Regions from separate parts of the Danio rerio genome. Here regions 1, 2 and 3 are each linked to region 4. The links are chromatin contacts, called in public HiCAR-type maps. All regions are on one chromosome and are shown on one strand. The core of a region is the stretch at or near the end of the contact, and the rest is flanking DNA. Distances in the headings are between cores, read along the strand shown.

Region 1 (2,700 bases), core at 122-2,621, 180 kb after region 4:
AATGGCTCATAATCCCCCTGGCCTCTGTGCAGGACTTGTATCTGTCATTACCAAGATGAACTGATGCTGTATTGTCCACAAAAGAAGACCCTACACAATACTAATGAATTATTGTGGTCCAAAACTTGGCATTGAACAAGTTCTCCCATGGCCTGCACAATCACAAGATCTAAATATTTTTGAGCAACTTTGGGGTGTTTTTGGAGGAGAGAGTCAGGAAACGTTTTCGTCCATAAGTATCACCTAGTGATCTGGCCACTATTCTCCAAAAAGAATGGATCAAAATCCCTCTGGCCACTGTGCATGACTTGTATCTGTCATTACCAAGATGAACTGAAGCTGTATTGGCCGCTTATGAATTAATGTGGTCCAAAACCAGGCATTGAACAAGTTGAACATCTCCCAAGGCCTGCAGTCACCAGATCTAAATATTATTGAGCTCTTTTGGGGTGTTTTTGAAGAAGAGAGTCAGGAAACGTTTTCTTCCATCAGCATCATCTAGTGATCTGGCCACTATTCTCCAAAAAGAATGGATCAAAATCCCTCTGGCCACTGTGCATGACTTGTATCTGTCATTACCAAGATGAACTGAAGCTGTATTGGCCGCAAAAGAAGGCCCAATACCATACTAATAAATTATTGTGGTCCAAAACCAGGCATTGAACAAGTTGAACATCTCCCATGGCCTGCAGTCACCAGATCTCAATATTATTGAGCCACTTTGGGGTGTTTTTGAAAGAACAAGTTAGGAAATGTTTTCCCACACCAGCATCAAGCAGTGACCATGGCCGCTATTCTCCAAGAAGAGAAATTCCTCTGGCCACTGTGCAGGACTTGTAACTGTCATTCCCAAGATGAATTGAAGCTATACTATTGATATATTGTGGTCCAAATCCAGGCGTTTCAGTTTCATTGTCCAACCCCTGAATATATACATTCTACTTGTCCTAGCATTTATATACTGCAACTCTCTGATGATTTGAAGTGCTTCTTTTATCTTTACTTGTAAGTCGCTTTGAATAAAAATTTCTGCTAAATGAGTAAATGTAAAGGTCTGCAAAATAAGTTGTTCGGCATGCTCTATTAGTAAGAGCATGGTATTTCTTATGTTGTACAGTGCAAACATGCAAGATTGTGTAGCTACAATTGTGAAATTATGTTCGACAGCCGAATTGGCAGTGAAGACTAGATTATAAGAAAACAAGAGAGATCGAATGCTGCGAATGAGGATTTTCACACTCCAGGAAAAACACACACGGCGAGAAACTGCAAGCCATAATTAACTCTCTGTTCTCCCACACACATCCATCAACGTGAGCCTGAGAACATGGCTCCGGCGTCTGGGAAAGCAATCCCATGTTCATGTGGGAGCCGGGGAGGGGGCTGCAGAAGCAACTCGGATTATATTCAGGTGGGAAAATTCTCCCAGGTTTCAGACAAACGGGCTTCTTTGAGCGCACGAATCGTACATAAATTACCAGGCAATTGGGAAAAAAAGAAGAGGAAAGAGCAAGGTGAAATGGAAAAACCCAGGATCGCTGTTTGTGATAAGCAAGTTTTGGCCTTGTTTAGTATACGCTAACGGTTACACAACATTGAATAGGGTCGTTTAGATCTACTGCGGTCTGTTTAATGACGCGCACTACTTGAAGACACTAAAGCAGCTGTGTTACCGGGTCAGCCTGTGCTAACATGCCTGAAGCTTTTCCAATAACAAGCCTCGACTCTCTCCGACAGGAGCAAAACAGCATGACTGAGGCGAACAGCTTGAACTGTTCGTATTTACACAGCTGTTCGGTGGGTGACACTTCTTTCAACAACTGCTTTTTGCCTTAATTGGTTTTTAGTGCAAAAGCAAGTCTTCAATTCAACCCGGAGGAGTGACAGATCGGTTGAGTGATGGCGTCTAAAGGGAAAAAGCATGTTCAGGGATGAATTACTGGTTTTGGTGTTTTGCGAACATGAGGTTCTAGGCTGAGCTGATCGTTGTTGCTTCTTAAACAGGAAACTAAAAGCAGGCGGTTTCTCGGCAGAGGCGAAGCACAATGGTTTCTAAAGCCTGTAGCCATGGACGCATGAATGACATTGGAAATTAGTGATGAGATATTTGAGACTCAACCCCAAACAATATGCTACAAAACACAAGCGTAGGAGTAAATAATTACAATCCAGTGTCTATCCACTAACAGTCAATGCATATTATAATAAAAACATTTCAATATCAATTAGTCAATAAATAAAAGGTAACACTTTACTTTAAACTATTTATTTACCTGCCTATCAGCTGTTTATTTGTACTTATAAAATACATATTTTACATGATATTGTTCTACATTGCTAATCATACCTAAACCTAACTACTATCTAAATTGCTATTAATACCCAGAACATTAAGAGTTTATTGAGCTAAAATTCATAATTATTGGATTGTTAATAGTAAAATTTGTACCTTAAAATTAAGTGTGACTAATAAAATTGCTTTAATAAAATAATTATAATAACAATTAATTAATGGTATACTTTATTTTATGATATTTAGATAAAATATCTTAAAAAGAGAAGAAAAGGCACACATTTAATTCCAGGATAATCTTCTTTTAGTAGGTCCAGTAAATCTTGATAGATAGTAAAGACTGCCGTTTCATTTTTGCTGTCATTACCTCCACCTCTGATTAATCAAAAACTTGTACTGAAATTATA
Region 2 (2,700 bases), core at 42-2,541, 200 kb after region 4:
GTTTGATATTGACACACTCAGACTTTCTCCATAATAATATAATAAGGTTAACACTGTCGTCAACAGAAAGAAGGTCACTGGTTCGAGTCTCGGCTGGGCCAGTTGGCATTTCAGTATGGAGTTTGCATGTTCTCCGCATGCTCCAGTTCCCCCACAGTCCAAAGACATGCGCTTTCGGTGAATTAAATAAACTAAATTAGACATTGTGTGTGTGTTTAAATAAGTACTGGGTTGTAGCTGGAAGGGCATCCGCTGGGTAAAATATATGCTGGAATAGTTGGCAGTTCATTCCACTCTAGCAAACTCTAAAATAAAGATTAATCCGAAGGAAAATGAATAATGAATGAATATAAGCAATATCAAAGTACTATTAGGAATATCACAGTACTATTAAGAATAGTAGGACTCTCAACATACTATTAGGACTATCAAAGTACTATTAGGAATATTAGGACTCTCAACGTACTATTAGGACTGTCAAAATTCTATCAGGAATATTTTGACTAAGTACTATTAGGACTATCACAGTACTATTAGGACTATCACAGTACTTTTGAGGAATATGAAGACTATTAAAGTGGTATTAGGACTATCAAAGTACTATTAGGAATAGTAGGACTCTCAACGTACTATTAGGACTATCACAGTACTTTTGAGGAATATTAGGACTATCAAAGTACTATTAGGAATAGTAGGACTCTCAACATACTATTAGAACTATCGAAGTACCATTAGGAATATTTGGACTATCTAAGTACTATTAGGAATAGTAGGACTCTCAACGTACTATTAGGATTATCAAAGCACTATTAAGAACATCAGGACTATCAAAGTAACTTAATATTACAACATTGTGTTCGCAGTTAAATAAATTGCGCTAATGCTGTTTAAAAGTCACATTTACATGCAATTTCAGACCAAATATTCCAAGTACATGGTAAATAATATAGGGACGTTGTCTATGAATATAAAGCTTTACTTTAATAAGTTTAACAGCGTTACCTGTATCTGATGCTGTAGGCAGATTCACAGGAGGGATTTCTGTCCTTCTCTCGTCCGCAGAATGAACATGTTCAGAGTCTGACAGTCTCCTGATGTAAATGTTAACTTTATTCTGATTCTTATGCTGTATTTCGTCTCTACCGGCTCTGGTTGAGTGAATTAGCACATCTGCTGCATCAGAACTGGATGTCGAGTCGTTAAAGTGTGTTTTATTGTTCACAGACACACAACAAGAGTCCATTTCCACTCTTATATCAGTAACATGCAGACCAGTAACTTAGTAGTTCAGGGCTGATGTCAGTCGGTATGAAACGTTTTAATAGTCTTACCGTAAAGAAGACGCCAACATATCGATTACTTGAAGGATTTCCAGAAACATCCAGAGATTGCAAAAACTGATGATGTTATCAGAATTGTTTTTGAATTTCCCGCCGCAGGTGTTTTTAAAAGCAACAGGTCGGATTAGCCTCGCTTATTTGTGTTCATATGACAAATCAAGTCACTATTTCGTGGTAGCTTGATGTGATATTCAAATGATGTAGTTTCAGTTTATTACATCCATTAATTTCCACAGCGTGGGTTGTTGTTGCTGACAACAAAACTTAACATAACCGTGAACGCCGAAACAACGGTGAAATATCAAGACGGTAAACAGATTTCAAAATAAAAGTCTTGATTTTATTCATTTTTGGAAGTCTTGACTCTGCTGCCCCCTTTCGATTCTTATCAGAATGATTAAAACAGTTGACAGATTGCAGAAAAACTTTGACGAATGCATGATTATTTTTAGAATTGTAAAACTGTCTATGATACGCTCGATAATGCTTTGAAGTTGATCATTTTTCTTGGGAAGTTTCACATAAACAAGGCAAAAGTAATGTCTATTACTCCTTTTTTTCTGTAAAGATTTTAAAATATTTTACAATTCTTTGACATCAATTACAAGATACAAGAAGGCTATAAAAACCTCTCTAATAATGAAAAAAAAAATCTATTCAATCTAATAATTTAAATACGATGGATCTCCTCATACAGTTGAAGTCAGAGTTATTAGCCCCCCTGAATTATTCGCCCCCTGTTTATTTTTCCCCCAATTTCTGTTCAACAGATAGAAGATTTTTTTACACATGTCTAAACATAATAGTTTTAATAACTAATTTCTAATAGCTAATCTATTTTATCATTGTCATGATGACAGTAAATAATATTTGACTAGATATTTTTCAAGACACTTCTATACAGCTTAAAGTGACATTTAAAGGTTTAACTAGGTTAATTAGGTTAACTAGGCAGGTTAGGGTAATTAGGCAAGTTATTTTATAACGCTTGTTTGTTCTGTAGACTATCTGAAAAAATATCTATAGCTTAAAGGCTAATAATTTTGACCTTAAAAGGGTTCAGAAAAAAATTAAAACTTTTTTATTCTAGCCTAAATAAAACAAATAAGACTTTTCCAGAAGAAAAAAAAAATATATATATATATATATATATATATATATATATATATATATATATATATATATATATATATATATATATATATATATATATATATATATATATATATATTATCAGACATAGTGTGAAGATTTCCTTGTTCTGTTAAACATAATTTAGGAAATATTTAAAAAAGACAAAGACAATCAAAGGGGGGCTAAAATTCTGACTTCAACTGTATAATGTAGTATTTTTGTTTAA
Region 3 (2,828 bases), core at 295-2,794, 140 kb after region 4:
TAACAAATTTGGTTGGTAAAAAAGGTGCACAACCAACAGGAACCAACCAACAGTATCTAAGGTTTACGCTAAAATTACTTGTACAAGCATGAAAGCGAAAGATTGAAGCAGTGTACTGATGCTGTGACCTGATAGATTCAATAGACCAAAGAGTCATTAGATATAGACAAAGATTAAATGAATATCACGTTTAACAACTATAGTAAGAAGCAATCCAGCCGTACATCCTTGATAAACTGCCCGATGTGCACTGCTCTCTGGGGTTTTGTGCTCAATGCACCCGCTGACTGCATGGAAATAAAGTTATTCTCTAACATTTTTGATCCCTAAAAGTAAAAAGTCTCCCTAAATTCCACTTGTGCAGCATTTGCAAAAACAAGTTACATTTTTTAAAAACAAACTTGTGACCCGGTTTTGTGCTAAAAAGGACAGAGTGTTTGTGTGTGTGGTCATATGATGTCTGTTTTCAGCGGTAAAGAGTGGACAGAGATCTTTTCAGAAATGCTAGATCAAATGCCTGTGTGGACGTGGATCGTTTTCGTTCTAAAATGTCATTTTAAAACTAAGTTGTATTAGTGTAAACGGGGCCTAGGTGTGTATTTTTCGCGAGCGAGTTGCTGCTGTGATGGGGCGGGGTGTAGGATCGCGATGCCGAATCAGCATCGTGATGTCAACCAGCCATCGGCAATGGATGATGGCATCATCTATGGACCCAACCCATGCAAAATAAATACCCATGCAAAATAAAAGTGCTTTTGTGGTCAAGGGATGCATCACTTTTGCCAGGGAAAATTAGAAATATTTAGCATAAAGGAGAAGAAAGTCAGGTAAAGTCTCTTTTTTAAGTTCTTTACACACTTTTTACACATATTTAACTGTTTACACATCAGCAATAAAAAAAAAGGAATCAATACATGATTCAATACAAATTCTAACACAAAGAAGCTTTAAAATCAGCCATAAGGAACCATCGATACCAACAAAGAACCTTTCTGTACAAAAAAATGTACAATGCATTTATAAGCAAAACAACATAATCAATAAGAAAGAGGGAGGTTTCAGTTTACCCAATGGAAATGTGAAAAGTGAGCTTCAATAGAGGATACAAGCAAAAATAAAAAGGCTTTATAGTAAGAAAATGAATGATGAAACAAAACATAAAAATAAATCTTTCCTTTTAAGACCAGTAATGTGTATGACAAAAAACAAACTTAAAGGATTTCGACTTTAGTGCCATTTAAGAATGTGAACTTGAAGGGAACGCTTTTGTTGTTGTGTGCCAATAATCAATAAAGAGGCGTCTTTGTGTTTCAGAGATATGTATGAAATATCGACACATGTGACTTCTTTTGATGCTGATTTAGATGAAGTCAAAAAAAATGGAAGAGATTGTACAGTCAATAAACTATTCAACAGCTCAAACCAAGTAAGAATGCAATTACCTCCGAAGAAATCCAAAACAAATGAGGCAGCCTGCAACAGCACATACTGACCAGCAGGAGTCCTCCTGGCTATAGCGGATGCAGCAACAGCATGAGTGTGTGTGTGTGAATGAGCAAATCACAACCTTTAAAAAGACGATGCCGGCGTTCAGGGGTGTGAATGAAGCCTGTGATTTAAAACTGCACTAGCTATGACTCATCCTCGCTCTGAACTCCCTTGGTGGATATTACATATATCTGACTATCCTGCAGACAACATGGGAACACAAGGTTGATTTAGCCACTGGCTGAGATTCAGTAATGGGTTTTAAATTTGGGGAAAACTGGGCAATGTTTTCTGGGAAGCTGCAAAATGCTGAAGACACGAGTGGAAAAGGGAAAGCTGTACTCGGTGTACTCTTTGGCCCACATTTCAAATCCAAAACAAAACAAAAAAAAATGTCCCATGGAATGTGAATAATCACAAGCAAACCGCCAGAATTCACCCCAGGCAAGTGGCTCCTTGTGGGACGTCGGACTCCTGGAGCGGCTCTGGTTCTGATTAACAAAAATGTGGACTAGTCAGACGGATGAAACGAGAAGAGGTTTGGCTCCTGAACAAAAAACAAAAGCACAATGAGATGGGAGATACGTGATGAATAGCAGAGAGACGGCCAAAAGCCAGTGAGAAAACAAGATAGACGCTGACCAAAAAACGACCTCCGGAGTCAGATAGCTGTAAAGTATATGCATAAAACCTTCACTCGGCTAAATCAGGGCCTCATTTTTCATCACACCTACGGTGCTGCTAAAATCACTGAAGTGGAAATAACAACAGCTGTTTCATAAAGCTCAACTTTTAGATTTTTTTTTTTGTAAAGTTTTCAAGTTTAAACATTAAAAGTTTTTTTTTCATAAAAAAAGAAAATTCATTTGACAAATAATAGAGCTAACAGTTCCATGATTACTTTTATTTTAGTTATAAAGCTTCCACTTGTTTCTCCTTGCTGATTTATATCATGTAAGTCCATGGCTACCAAAACATATGCAGGGAAACTAAAATGAGTGTTCATTGTAGGGCTGTGTGGTATTAGAAAAATTGCAATATTTAAAAAGGTGGTCCACTACAATATCATATTTGAAACTTTAGTTCATTTGTAATGTAGACGTGTGAACATAAACAACATCTCTGAATGTAATACACTCAAAGTTCAATGTAAAGGGAGACATTGACTACGTTTACATGGACACCAATAATTCAATTTTAATGCGATTAAGACAATACTCTGATTAAGTATATAAGATAATCAGATTAAGGTCATAATCGAAATAAAGAGAAATCGAATTAAGACGAGTATGCCGATTGTAGTCGCAATATTAAAGTGCATTAGACATGTAAACACCTTA
Region 4 (2,769 bases), core at 55-2,554:
GCCTAGATCGCTAAAATAGAGCCCATAGACATTCCCTATATTTTATATAACTGCAAGTTAACTGTTTAAATACTGTTTGATAACTTAAACTGTTAAAAGCTATTATTCATTCATTTTCCTTCAGCATATTCCCATTATTCATCACAGGTCACCACAGCAAAATGAACAACCGATAAAAACTATTAGTTACTAGTGTAGTTAAATAAATGTACTAGTAACTAATAAGGTTATGGTAACTAATAAAGTTATGTAACTAGTGTGCACCATTTTTAAATCTGCTTTGAAAAGAATCATTGTGAAAAGTGCTAAACAATTAAACTTGAATGAGATTGAACAATCTAAATTCTATTCTACTAAACTATTGTACTAAATTCTCAGGTGGTGCTAGTTACTAAAACATAATTAAAAGAGGATTTTAAAAACACTATTGCACGAATATTACTTTCAAATAAATAAATACATGTGACGTTATTCACATAAATAAATTATACACATGAACAGATGAGACTCTTTTGATGAAATACATTATGTATTCATAAACTATGCTCTTTATATAAAAAATTCCAGTAACTACAACAAGTTACTAACCTTGAACCTACCCTAAACGTAACTTGAGCCAATGTTGTTTCCTTGTATTACCAAGTATTTTGATAAAAATGTGGAACTTATGAGTACACTTTCAATGAAATAACCATCAAGTCTAAACAGGAAATATGAAAATCTATTATTCTATAGGGAGCACTGTCTGAGTTACAATCTGATGCATCAGGCTGTGGAGGCTGCAAGTGATGAGGCAAGTGAAAAAAAATCGAATCAAATGGAAAAGTCTTTCTAACAATCTTTTTTTTAAAGCACAAATATGTTATTTTCAGAAATGTCCTGTTTCTAGAATCAGTTATATTTTCACTGTTGAAACACCAGGTGGCACTGTGGGTCTATATATCTCAAACCCTCATTGAGCATCAAAATTCATGGCAAAGCCTACACTCAGTGCTACAAATACTATACAAATAAGTCAAAATGCACACAAACTGTATTGTTGTTTTTGTCATACATAATCACATATGCAAATGTCCTGTTCAATACTAAATCATAATTAGCAGATTCATATTTTATGGAAGCTGTGATGCATTACCATTTTAAAGGGTGTAAATTTTTGCTCTTCCTCAATATTTAATGCAACACCATCAAGAAAAAAAAGAAAAAGCGATGATATTTTTGCATACACTGGTGCCGGCTGCAGTTCAGGTTGTTCTTCCTCCTCCAGGGGGAGCTCTGATCCTTCCCACAGGTGGATCTGCAGGCTGCCTGGCTCTGGGCTCTGATTGGCTGGAGTAGGAGGTGAGGGCGTGGCCACTCTGGTTGGTGATGGGATTGGTGTAGTAATCGGAGTGCCCACAGGAATTCTGTCTGGACCTGAAACAAAGGCAAAGAGCGCTTGTAGAGTTGACGGATGTGTGTGAACAACTGCGCTAATACACTTTCACTAGCGTCTGCTGTGTGCTTTGGCAGCATGTAGACGCTGAGTGATTGGGCATGTTCAGAAAAAACACCGCCAGACCTGGTGAAGCAGATTCCTGAGGGGGTTTCTCAGGAGATGTTGCTGTTGAAAGATGTTCTGAGAGATCAGGGGTTCTGACAGGAGATGGAGGATCTTTTAGGCTGGGTTCGGGAGTGGGTGCCGGTGTAGGTACTGTAGTGTCCTCCTGTAATATTAGCACAACATTACCACATTTGCCTTTAAAATGACTTTATAGTTGTTGTTTTTTTACATCAGGGAGTCAAACAGATGTGGGTAGATTAGTGGTTTTATTTAGACACGTGCAAAAATGAACACATCGTCTTATCAAAACAGATTTTAGGTCTGAATTCAAGGCCTAAAATGCCAACTCATGTGGTAGGCTTAAAGGGTTCCTCCCAGAAATGAAAATTTTGTCATTATTTACTCACTCTTGTTTGTACTTGTTTCAAACAATGAGTTTATTTCTCCTGTTAAACACAAATAGGATATTTTGAAGAAAGTTAAAAACCTGTAACCATTTATTTTAATTATATTTGTTTGTCATACTATGTATGTCAATGGTTACAGGTTTTCAGCTTTCTTCGAAATATCTTCTTCTGTTTAACAGGCAAAAAAGAAACTCATGACAGTTTGAGGGAGAGTAAATGCTTAGGCTTAACCATTTAACCACCCATTTAGGTACAGTAGTGTCCTCTAGTAATGTTAGCACAGCATCACCACATTTGTCTTTAAAAATGTATTTATTGTAGTTGTTTTTTTTACATGAAAGTCAAACAGATGTGGGTAGTTTCTTCAACTCAAGGCCTAAAATCTCAACTCAAGGGTTAGGCTTAAGAATAGTTCCTCCAATAAATGAAAATGCTGTCATCATTTCCTCATCCTTTACTTGTTTCAAACCCTTATGAGTTGCTATTTTACTGTTAAACACTAAAGTAGATATTTAAAAGAAAGCTGAAAACCTGTAACCATTGACTTCTATTGTGAGACAAATCCTATGGAAGTCAGGTTTTCAACTTTCTTCAACATATCTTCTTCTGTGTTTGACAGACAAAAAAGAAACTCATGGCAGTTTAACAGGAGAGTAAATGTGAGTAAATTTTAATCATCAATTTAGGTACTGTAGTGTCCTGTAGTAATATTAGCACAGCATTACCATATTTTCCTTTAAAATGCCTTTATAGTTTTCTTTAGATGAGGGAGTCGAACCGATGTGGGTTAATAATTGGTTTCATTTAAACCATTACAAA

Evidence for each region. HiCAR-type assays count read pairs that join an accessible place to other places.
Region 1: a HiCAR-type map of caudal fin shows a contact between it and region 4, with 9 times the contacts expected there. The contact joins two enhancer-like sites. A contact is called at or near these places in 7 of 18 Hi-C or Micro-C datasets (caudal fin, embryo, hematopoietic stem cells and 2 more) and 1 of 4 datasets of contacts at active chromatin or transcription factors (caudal fin).
Region 2: a HiCAR-type map of caudal fin shows a contact between it and region 4, with 7 times the contacts expected there. The contact joins the promoter of si:ch211-185a18.2 here to the enhancer-like site in region 4. A contact is called at or near these places in 4 of 18 Hi-C or Micro-C datasets (caudal fin, embryo and an unstated tissue) and 2 of 4 datasets of contacts at active chromatin or transcription factors (caudal fin and embryo).
Region 3: a HiCAR-type map of caudal fin shows a contact between it and region 4, with 6 times the contacts expected there. The contact joins two enhancer-like sites. A contact is called at or near these places in 4 of 18 Hi-C or Micro-C datasets (caudal fin, embryo, hematopoietic stem cells and 1 more) and 1 of 4 datasets of contacts at active chromatin or transcription factors (caudal fin).

What each region holds. Positions count from the first base shown.
Region 1 is chr17:12,547,655-12,550,354 of GRCz12tu, forward strand. All of the region lies in intron 8 of si:ch211-185a18.2, which reads right to left. Among named protein-coding and RNA genes, the nearest start is that of si:ch211-185a18.2, 17 kb to the right of the region's middle. Within about 2 kb of position 1,372, at least 29 of the 62 cell types and tissues checked have an H3K27ac peak or open chromatin away from gene starts, as enhancers often do. A contact at or near this core is called in caudal fin, where this site is marked.
Region 2 is chr17:12,564,315-12,567,014 of GRCz12tu, forward strand. si:ch211-185a18.2 reads right to left here and starts at 1,292. Exons shown (of 32, transcript NM_001258228.1): 1 at 1,003-1,292. The coding sequence starts at 1,243.
Region 3 is chr17:12,500,782-12,503,609 of GRCz12tu, forward strand. All of the region lies in intron 9 of si:ch211-185a18.2, which reads right to left. Among named protein-coding and RNA genes, the nearest start is that of irf2bpl, 25 kb to the right of the region's middle. Within about 2 kb of position 1,545, at least 21 of the 62 cell types and tissues checked have an H3K27ac peak or open chromatin away from gene starts, as enhancers often do. A contact at or near this core is called in caudal fin, where this site is marked.
Region 4 is chr17:12,363,122-12,365,890 of GRCz12tu, forward strand. It overlaps si:ch211-185a18.2, which reads right to left. Exons shown (of 32, transcript NM_001258228.1): 23 at 1,562-1,706; 24 at 1,227-1,416. Among named protein-coding and RNA genes, the nearest start is that of dact1, 150 kb to the left of the region's middle. Within about 2 kb of position 1,305, at least 20 of the 62 cell types and tissues checked have an H3K27ac peak or open chromatin away from gene starts, as enhancers often do. A contact at or near this core is called in caudal fin, where this site is marked.